Regions from separate parts of the Mus musculus genome. Here region 1 is linked to region 2. A link is a contact called in public HiChIP or PLAC-seq data. All regions are on one chromosome and are shown on one strand. The core of a region is the stretch at or near the end of the contact, and the rest is flanking DNA. Distances in the headings are between cores, read along the strand shown.

The links. HiChIP or PLAC-seq counts read pairs in DNA pulled down with a chosen protein or histone mark.
Region 1: an H3K4me3 HiChIP or PLAC-seq map of forebrain shows a contact between it and region 2, with 4 times the contacts expected there. The contact joins the promoter of Gpd2 here to the enhancer-like site in region 2. A contact is called at or near these places in 4 of 39 promoter capture datasets (cranial neural crest, frontonasal cranial neural crest, hippocampal neurons and 1 more) and 4 of 115 datasets of contacts at active chromatin or transcription factors (acute myeloid leukemia, embryonic limb bud, forebrain and 1 more).

What each region holds. Positions count from the first base shown.
Region 1 is chr2:57,235,799-57,240,605 of GRCm38.p6, reverse strand. It overlaps Gpd2 (glycerol phosphate dehydrogenase 2, mitochondrial), which reads right to left and starts at 2,224. Exons shown (of 17, transcript NM_010274.3): 1 at 2,039-2,224.
Region 2 is chr2:57,899,016-57,903,661 of GRCm38.p6, reverse strand. No RefSeq gene overlaps it. Among named protein-coding and RNA genes, the nearest start is that of Galnt5, 97 kb to the left of the region's middle. Within about 2 kb of position 2,696, at least 29 of the 459 cell types and tissues checked have an H3K27ac peak or open chromatin away from gene starts, as enhancers often do. A contact at or near this core is called in forebrain, where this site is marked.

The DNA of each region.
Region 1 (4,807 bases), core at 975-3,474, 660 kb after region 2:
TCCCAAAATTTGCTTTTCCAATGCAAAAGAAAAATAAGAGGAAGGACACTAACATTTAGAGTTTCTTGCCTCTAGGACATATTACTAGTGATTGTAGACCTGGTATATATATGTGTGTGTGTGTATACGTATATGTGTGTGTGTGTGTGTGTGTGTGTGTGTGTGTGTGTGTGTGTGTACATATACATATACCATTACCCATATTTTGTCTATGAGACTTAGTAAATTTGAACATGTTCTCTAAGGCCAAAACTTTCTGTTTCTTAGACTCAGATACATTGTTTCAGGTTAGTCACTGCCGGAGAAAGCATTTGTGGAAGACTATTGCAAACCAAGCCACCACTCCTGGTGCTAGAGATCTGAAAGTGTGTAAGACACACCCAACCCCAGTAAAAACGTACATCCTGGCCTGGAGAGATGGCTCAGGGGTTAAGAGCACTGGCGGCCCTTCTGAAAGTCCTGAGTTCAAATCCCAGCAAGCACAGGATGGCTCACAACCATCAGTAATGAGATCTGACACCCTCTTCCGGTGTGCCTGAAGACAGCTACAGTGTACTTAGATATAACAACAAATAAATCTTTGGGCCGGAGCAAGTGGGGCCAGAGCAAGCAGAGGTCCCAAGTTCAATTCCTAACAACCACATGATGGCTCACAAGCATCTGTACAAGTACAGTGTACTCATATACATAAAATAAATCTTAAAAAAAAAAAAAAAACTTACATCCTGACTATGGACAGGATAATGTAAGAATTCTATCAGTATGTCAACATCATTCATCTCATTCATCCACAGTGACAATCAACTCTTTTTTGACTGTCTATAAGAAGCATTAGTTATAAGACTCAGCAGTGGGGTGTGACATCCACTGAGAACTGCTAACTCTGTGCCCTTTTCATTAACAGTGAGGCATGCAACTGCCTTCCCATGGTTCCTAGAATGACTTATTTATAAGGTGACTATGTGACTAATGCTCTCAGAAAGCAGAGTTCTAACAGTTTTGTCTCTCATCCCAAATTCTTTCCCATTGTTCACTGAGGTGAAGGGTTAGGTTGCTAAAATGAAGGAAGTGTGGTCGTTTGACTAATGTCTCTATGAGAAACAGGGGGAGGTTTCAACACTCATCATTAAGGCCCCAGAGACAGCACATGCTATCCACTGGGCAATGGCATCCAGGCCCCATATGCTAACCAACAGCTCCCAAGAAGCCCCATGGTCCCAGAGAGGCCATCACCAGCACTTTCCACGTTCAAAAAGAGAAATTCCAAGACTCTCAAACTTTGAAATACATGCAAGATACAAAGTTTTGTTTTAAGCAAACAGGGCAACTTCCTTCTCTCACCTACTCACACAAATTGACAAATGTAACTTTTGGCTGTTTCTGTAGCAACCCCTGGGATATTTACTTCTTGTAACACTTAGATGCCCCTGTCATTGAACTTTTGTAAGAACTTGTGTTGCTTGAGGAAGGCTGTTTCAGGAGTACGTATATCTTCCTAAGGGATAAAGGACGGTCTAGGGACCATCACCTGCTAAAAGCCTTCCTAAAGCTGCAGCACTCAGCAAACTTTCTTTGGCAAGACACAGTTGCTTTGCGGAGAGAGGAGGCTGTTGCCGGTGTACACTTTGCATTTCCTCCTGGGCCAGTCACACCCCGGCAACTGAGTTTCTCAAAGAAAGCCTCCTCCCCCTTGCAGAAGGGTCTTCCCCGCCTCACCTCAGAAGGAAACAGCAAGCCTCCGCATCAGACAAGCCACTTTCACAAGTTAAAACTTTGCATAAAGTTTCATTGATGTGGGAACGCCCTGCCTCCAGCTAGGTAAAGCGTATCTCAAACGTATTCCAGTCTCGCCTAACCCTGAATGAGAATTGTGCTCCTCCTCCGTTGGTGGGAACAAATTCACAGTCTCGCCCCAGTTTCCCGCCACCACCACCTCCACCTCCGCCACACCGCAGTCCCACCGAGTCACACAAGTCAGAGAGGGACCACTTCCTCCTAGAAGCCGAGGCAGAGGACCAGGTCGCCAGGACGCACACACCTGAGATCGGTCGTCACGCGCAAGGGGTCGGCGAGCAAGGGAGTCAGGATCCTCCAGCCAGAACGGAGTCGGCCTCACCGAGAACCAGAGTGGCCCTGAGCTCGCGGCGAGCGCGCCGGGATGTCACCGGGTCAGGCGGGGCCACCGTAACCCGACCCGCCCGCCGACGCCCCTCCCGGCCACTTCCTCCTCCCCTCGTGCGCCTCCGCCTCCCCGGGGGATGATCCGGCAACTCAGCCACCGCCTTCGCCGCGACACCGCGGCCCGGGCGACTCTGCCCGGCAGGGAAATGCGGAAGTGCAGCCGGTGGGAAAGGGCGGCTGCAGACCCGGCGCTCTGGGTCTCGCAGGGACGTGGGCTGGCCATGCCCGAGGTTATCGATCCTGCCCTGAGCCCCGGCGGAGCACGACTCCATACCCTGCCACTCCTTGCTAGCTGGAGGAAAGAAGAGAGGGCTGAGCTAGGCCGGGGAAGCCGCTGTGGTGTTGGGTTTCTGTCCCTCCCCACGCGGGCCACTCCTGCCATCTGCCCTAGGGGGAGGACGTTTCCCCCGCCTGCTGCCTACCGGGGTTGCCTTACCTGATCACCCGTCGCGCGCCCTTAGATCCGGCGTCCCCTCCTCCGCGCCTCCCAGCCGCCAGGCTTCCCTGGGCCTAGAAAGGCGTCTAGGAGTCGGGGGACTCTAGGGACTCGGCCTGCAGCTCTCGGCCCAGATACCCCAGCGTGTTCTGTGGGCGCTCCAGGCCTGTGGACCCCGGGCCTGAATGTTAGCACCGGGACCCGCTGAGAAGAACAAGCCAAATCAGCAAGGGTGGGATGCTGAGCGCTGGCCCAGCGGGCCGGGCCTCGTACAGGTGGGGGGAGGCGGAGAACCCTGGCTGCGGAGCCACAGGCTTCCCACTTGCACCCCCTCCCAACCCGACCCTGCCCACTGAGCATGCCCAGCTCACTTGTTGCAACTAAAAGGGTTAAGCAAAACCAAGGGTACCCAAGGAGGGCTCAGTTCGGGTTCCGAAAGACCCCACTTTAAATCCTGAGATTATGGTGTTGAAAAGTAGGCAGGGACTGATCCGAAAAGCTCCTCGTGCCAAATTAGTTTGAAGGAAATTGTAGCAGTGTTTAGTAATCAATTGCTAAGTCACATACATAGTATTCTTAAACCCTGTAGAAATGCCTATAGTTTGGGGTCACAAACTCACAGTAACTTATGGCAAACAAACCCTCTGTAAAGGCAAAAGAACTTGTTCCTGGCCTTGGACACGCTAAATTTACGAACTAAGCTTCTGTCGCTGTACCACTGAAAGGGTTTGGAAATAAGCCAGGGAATCTTTAGCGTTTAAAATGTGCCTTTCACAGTACAGCTATGGTGCCTGGTACAGCATCACCTGAGAACTTGGCAGAAATGCAAACAATCTGAGCTAGTGGCTACCTGAGTCCCAAACATCCGAGTTCCAGCTCCAGACCTAACCAAGCATTACAGAGGTCCAGATTCACACTAAGGGTTGAGAGCTGATGTTCAATAGCTCGGTCCTAAAGGATTCTAGTTTGAGAGCCCTAGAAGTAAGCCACTGACTTTCGGTTTTCCTGTTTTTCAGATCTCAAATATTTACTTAGAAGTTCAATGCGTTTCTCTGCAAAGAAGTAGGTCGAAATCAGGGTCCATGCTGACTTCCCACTAATTCACCTAAAAGACTGCAGTTCCTGGAAATGAAACCATTCCGCCATTGACTTTCGCATCCTAGTGCCTATAAAAGATGTTTAAATGTTCGTTGGCTTTAAGTGGATGCTTAAGTGAACAGTGTGTTTCTGGCCCAACTATGTCAAGTCTTTCTTCACTAAGTACTCCACCCATGAAGGATTCAGCTCTCATCAGAAACCCATGAGCACCCATCAGACCTCGGCATAACTTAGACGACAGAGGAGAAAAATCGGAAGCCCTGGGCAGCATTGCACTTGACAAATATGGGCCTCAAAACAAACAAAAAAGATCAGAACAGGAAGCATCCAATAGGATTCATGAAGAGCCCTAAAGGAAAAAGATGCGACAATGTGGGAAAAGGGTAAAGAGCCAGGAAGCAGCCCCAAACAATCCATGTGTTTCTTTTGAGTCCTCTCTGTCAAAACCACTGCATTTTGGCATTGTTCCTGTGTATATCACATTTCATCCCCACCACTGCTGAATAAAAGGAGCAAAATTAGAGAGGAAAATGCTCTACAGCAGATATATTCATGAATTAAAACTACTGCTTGCTTCCAACTGCTCAGATCACAACTAACTTAGAACATGTTTGTTTGTTTGTTTGTTTTAAAAAATAAAATAAAACAGCACATCTTTAATCCCAGCTGCTTGGAGATAGAGAATGGCCATGAACTTGACATCAGTGTGGCCCACATAGCAAATTCCAGGACAGCCAGAGCTACAGTGAGGCCTATCTGAAGCAGGTGGGGGGGACAGACTCATTTTTTCAGTGAACAACAGATAATTTTAAAATGTAAAGGTTTAAGGTAAGTACTTTAAAATATCACAGAGACTTATAAAATCTCTTCACCTACTCCATTCATGTCTGGTTTGTTTTTAGAGACTGGGTCTCTAAACTCACTCTGTAGACCTAGAACTAACCCTTTAGACCGGGCTGGCCTTGAACTCACAGAGATCTTACTGGCCTCTGCCTCTGGTGCACTGAGAGGAAAGGCATGTGCCACCCCCACACCTGGCTCCATCAAGGGGCAGAAAATAGATGAAGCCATATCCCCTCCTAGTCTAATGTG
Region 2 (4,646 bases), core at 1,447-3,946:
TGTGTCAAGATAGCATGAGGTAAACCACAGAAAAGAGAGAGGATGAGAGGAAGCAGGAAGTGTTTGAGCGGAGAGCTTCTCACTCTGATGTTTGGACTCGGTTAGCACACTAAGTCATATTTGTATAATTGCCATATTTGTATAACTCAGATTGATCTTGGAGCCTGTTCAAGTTATGAAGGTGAGGTCTTGGGAACAAGGAAAACATTTCAGAAAGGAAGGAGTATACTTTTTCTGAAAGCAAAGGAGTACCACAAGCCATGCAGAGTAAGTGCTGTCCCTTTAAATTTGGGAGGGGAGTGGGGGTTCAGATTTATTCAGAACAGCGGACAATAACTCCCTCTAATACTATTTCATGTTCTGCATGTAGTATTTGACTTTAGAATCTCTTAACTTGATGCAAATTGAATCACTCTTTATATGAGTAATTTGTAATTAGTTAATAAGAATTATTTGATAATATTTATGCATAATTAGTTCTATTAAGGAAAAGCACAGAGGCTTGCAAAAAAGCATAGATTATGTGTTCATTGAAGGAAGATAAAAATGACTTGCTCACTTAAAAATCCACATAGTTCATCATCCAGAAACTCTTGATAGGCAGACCACCTTCCATTATTCCCCTTTAATCTTCCTGCCAGAATATAGGTTTTGTATAGCTTTTAATCAAGAAAGGTAAGATGGATGTGTGGGTTCAGCACCATCTGTTTGTACCCTCTTCCTGTCTTTTTATTAATGTAGGGACAAACCAGTGACTTGAATTGGTGCGACCGACCAAAAGAAGACTCTTTTAGCCTGTGCTTCTCCTGGCAGCTTTGTCTCTGGTTTCTGTTGGCTGTAAGATCTGCAGTGTGCATCCACATGCATAAGAGCACTATGAATGAACAGCACATAGTTCATGCCTACTGTGTGCTGAGAACCACAAAACAAAGCAAATGGTTTAAACTGCTTGTGCTTTCATTACCACAGCCACAGGAAGGAACATTATTTCTGTCATTTTACAAATGGAAGTTATAAGAACTCAAGCAGTTTTCTCCAGATCACACAGGTCAGAGTTGGTTGAACCAAGAGTTTCACTCATAACTGTCTCTGAAAGCTCCTCACTCTTTACTGTCATTTAAAATAAAATTGTTTACTTGATAGCAAAGTTTAAGTGATTTTAGCTTCATTTTGTTTCTTATCAACCTATTTAAAACACTTATAAATAAAGTATGTCAAAGATTATAAACTTGACAATACCCATCAAATCTGGTGTACAGCTGTCTTTGCCTTAGAGATTGTTTATATTTGTCCTAAATAATAGCTAATGTTTAAGGCTAGGACATTGCATGTAAGAATAAAAGCTTATTATCCAAACCTCCAGGAGGTAGAGACAGGAGCTAGTAGATTGAGGCCAGCCTGAGCTATATAAGTTCAAGACTGGCCTAGGCTACATGAAACCCCCATCTCAAAACAAAATTAGAACCACAAAACAGAAACCCCAAACAAAAACAACAACAAAAAGACATTATAGCATCTAAAAATTTCTGTAAGTTCCAGCTATGTCAGCAGTGGGAAGGGTATGGAGAACATCCACCAGACTGTACCAGGGTTGCTCCAGAACCATGAGAGCTATGGCCTGTATCCAGCATCCGTCTAAAAACCAAGCAGGAAAGAATGCATCTTTATCCCCAATACTGGAGAGGTAGAGACATACAGCTCCCTGGCCAACCACTCTGGTTCAGTCAGCGAGTTCCTAAGTAGGCTAGAGAACCTATGTTTAATAAATAAGGAGAAAGTGATACAGGAAGGAATTTGATATTAACATTTGGCCTCCACATTCATGTGCACACATGACATGATCACACATGGATTTGTGAGCATACCTACACAAACCTGGATATGCATTCATACACACACACACACACACACACACACACACACACACAGCAAAACACTATTTAATAGCTAAGTAGGAGCTGTGTCCTATTGTATTAAACAGGACCCCTGTTCTTCAGTATGAGTGTGGACTGGCTCCAGGACTCTCCCAGGCATCCAAACCTGGGATGCCCAAGAACCTTATCTAATACGACCCACACCCTGTAGATCATCTCCTGCTTATTTAGAGACTAATACAATCAAAGACTGTGCAAACAGTTGTAATATTGTTTTGATCGGGAAACAGTGACAAGGGCAAAAGTATTTATATTCTGAATACATTTTTTATTACCTGAGTAGTTTCCATCTGCAGCTGGTTGAACACGTGAATGAGAACCCTGTGGATATGAAGGGCCAACTGCCCTCTATGACTTAACTATTCCGACTTATTTTAGTTACCAACCTCTACTCTAGGCCTTTTGGGTTATAATCTTGCTTTGGGCAGTAAAAGCAATTTATTAACGTGGCATATTTCCCTTGGAAGGAAAGAATAGAATTATCATTCCATTTACTTTTCCTGGAATAAACTGCAATGCACCATTACTAACAGAAGTCAATTCTCCTTAAAATGGAGCTTTAAAATATGGTTAGCAAATGTGGATCTCAGTCAAGAAGCACTGAAAGGGAGTACAGTGGTCTGGGGTAGAGCTGGGGACAGGGGACGGGTAAAATGCTTGCCTCTCATGTACAAGGCTTTATCTCAGCACTGTGATAAGAGGAAGGAGTGTTGTGGGGTGGAAGAAATGCTGTCGTATTTTCTAGCTAAGCCATCAGTGTCAGACACGTACCCCTAAAACAGCGCATTTCCTTGACGTCAGATCAAGCGTTCAGTCCATTAGGTCCCTCATTCAGTAAGCTGATGTTTAAGATCTGAACACATGAATCATTCACGGACTGAAGGAAAGAGCCTGCGGAATGTCTTCCTCAGGCAGGCATATGGATGAGATGTTGTGTTGGAGGGTGTCCAAAGCTCAGATTTCCAGAGAGCTTGGCAGGAACCTGAAGAGAGGGATTAAGAAGTAGGAGGTTGTTTGAAAGCTGAAAGCATCTGTGCCTGTAGAATAAAATCCCCCACCCTCCGCCTCTGACTTGCCAAGGCTCTGCCATGGTATATTCTAGAAATCCAGGTGGGCCTTCTTCTCAGAAACTCAAAATCCAAGTCTCTATTTACAAAGAGGGATGGAAGACTTGACAGAAAGCTGTCCACAGTAGAATGTTTCTCTAGTTGTTTTTCACCCCAGTAGCTAAGCTTTGCTGTGGACTTTTACGTAATAGCTGTAGTTACGGAGAATACGAGGATGAGAATTAGAGCTTATAGAAGCTGCTGAGTGTTCACAGCGATCTCTGTAAGCCCAGGCTGAACTGCTGTGAGAGAGCAAAACAAACAGTATGCTGCCTGGTCCACAGCTATCCATAGCCCATCACCGGAAGGCAGATGGATGCCAGCGGGGGAGTCCAGCTTACAGTCTGAACAGCATAGGTCTCTTCCACCATGAGAGAGGTAGACATAAGCGGAGGGTCCCAGCTTAGAATCTCAATGAAGCTTTTATTCAGCATGAACCCCACTTAGGATTTGTAAAATAGCTTCTACTCGGATGCTAAGAGAAAAATTGGAAAAAAGAAAAAGAATCCTCTAGTCTCCTTGTCATCCAACATAGCATTTAAATTTTTAAAGAATTCTCAAGGAGACTAGAGGATTCTTTTTCTTTTTTCCAATTTTTTATTAGGTATTTACTTCATTTACATTTCAAATGCTATCCCAAAAGTCCCCTATACCCTGCCCCTGCCCTGCTCCCCTACCCAGGCACTCCCACTTCTTGGCCCTGGCATTCCCCTGTACTGGGGCATATAAAGTTTGCAAGACCAAAGGGCCTCTCTTCCCAATGATGGCCGACTAGGCCATCTTCTGCTACATATGCAGCTAGAGTCAAGAGCTCTGAGAGTAGTGGTTAGTTCATATTGTTGTTCCACCTATAGAGTTGCAGATCCCTTTAGCTCCTTGGGTACTTTCTCTAGCTCCTCCACTGGGGCCCTGTGTTCCATCCGATAGCTGACTGTGAGCATCCACTTCTGTGTTTGCCAGGCACTGGCATAGCCTCACAAGAGACAGCTATATCAGGGTCCTTTCAGCAAAATCTTGCTGGCATATGCAATAGTGTCTGGGTTTGGTGGCTGATTATGGGATGGACGCCCCCGGGTGGGGCAGTCTCTGGATGGTCCATCCTTTCATCTCAGCTCCAAACTTTGTCTCTGTAACTCCTTCCATGGGTGTTTTGTGAGAATTCTTAACATCAAGAATTTGGCACCTCTGTTCCTGCGTTTTGGGGAAGAACCTCAAATGAAGAGCAGATGTGGAATGGGAAATCACAGCAAAGCTTCTGTGAGTGGAAAAATCCACAATACTGGAGAGCATTTTCCAGAAGACTGAACTTGTGTGCAATCTTTGTTGCTTAAAGTGTACTCCTTTTGTTTGGATGTTTGTTTTTAATGAGACAAGTGATTGCTCATACCAGTGTTTGTGTATCTCAGGGTCTAGAAATAAAAGCAAATTGGAAATATCAGATGAAATAATCTTTTGATTAATGGTTGCTATTGTAGCATCTTCTGGAAAGAGCTCCTTAGGTGAATGAGTTCTAACAGTATTTACTTACTTTCAGTAAACCTCCCTATAAACTCTCCTAGGAAAACATTTGTAGCTGTTTTCTGTAGAGTCAAAACGAATTCTAAAA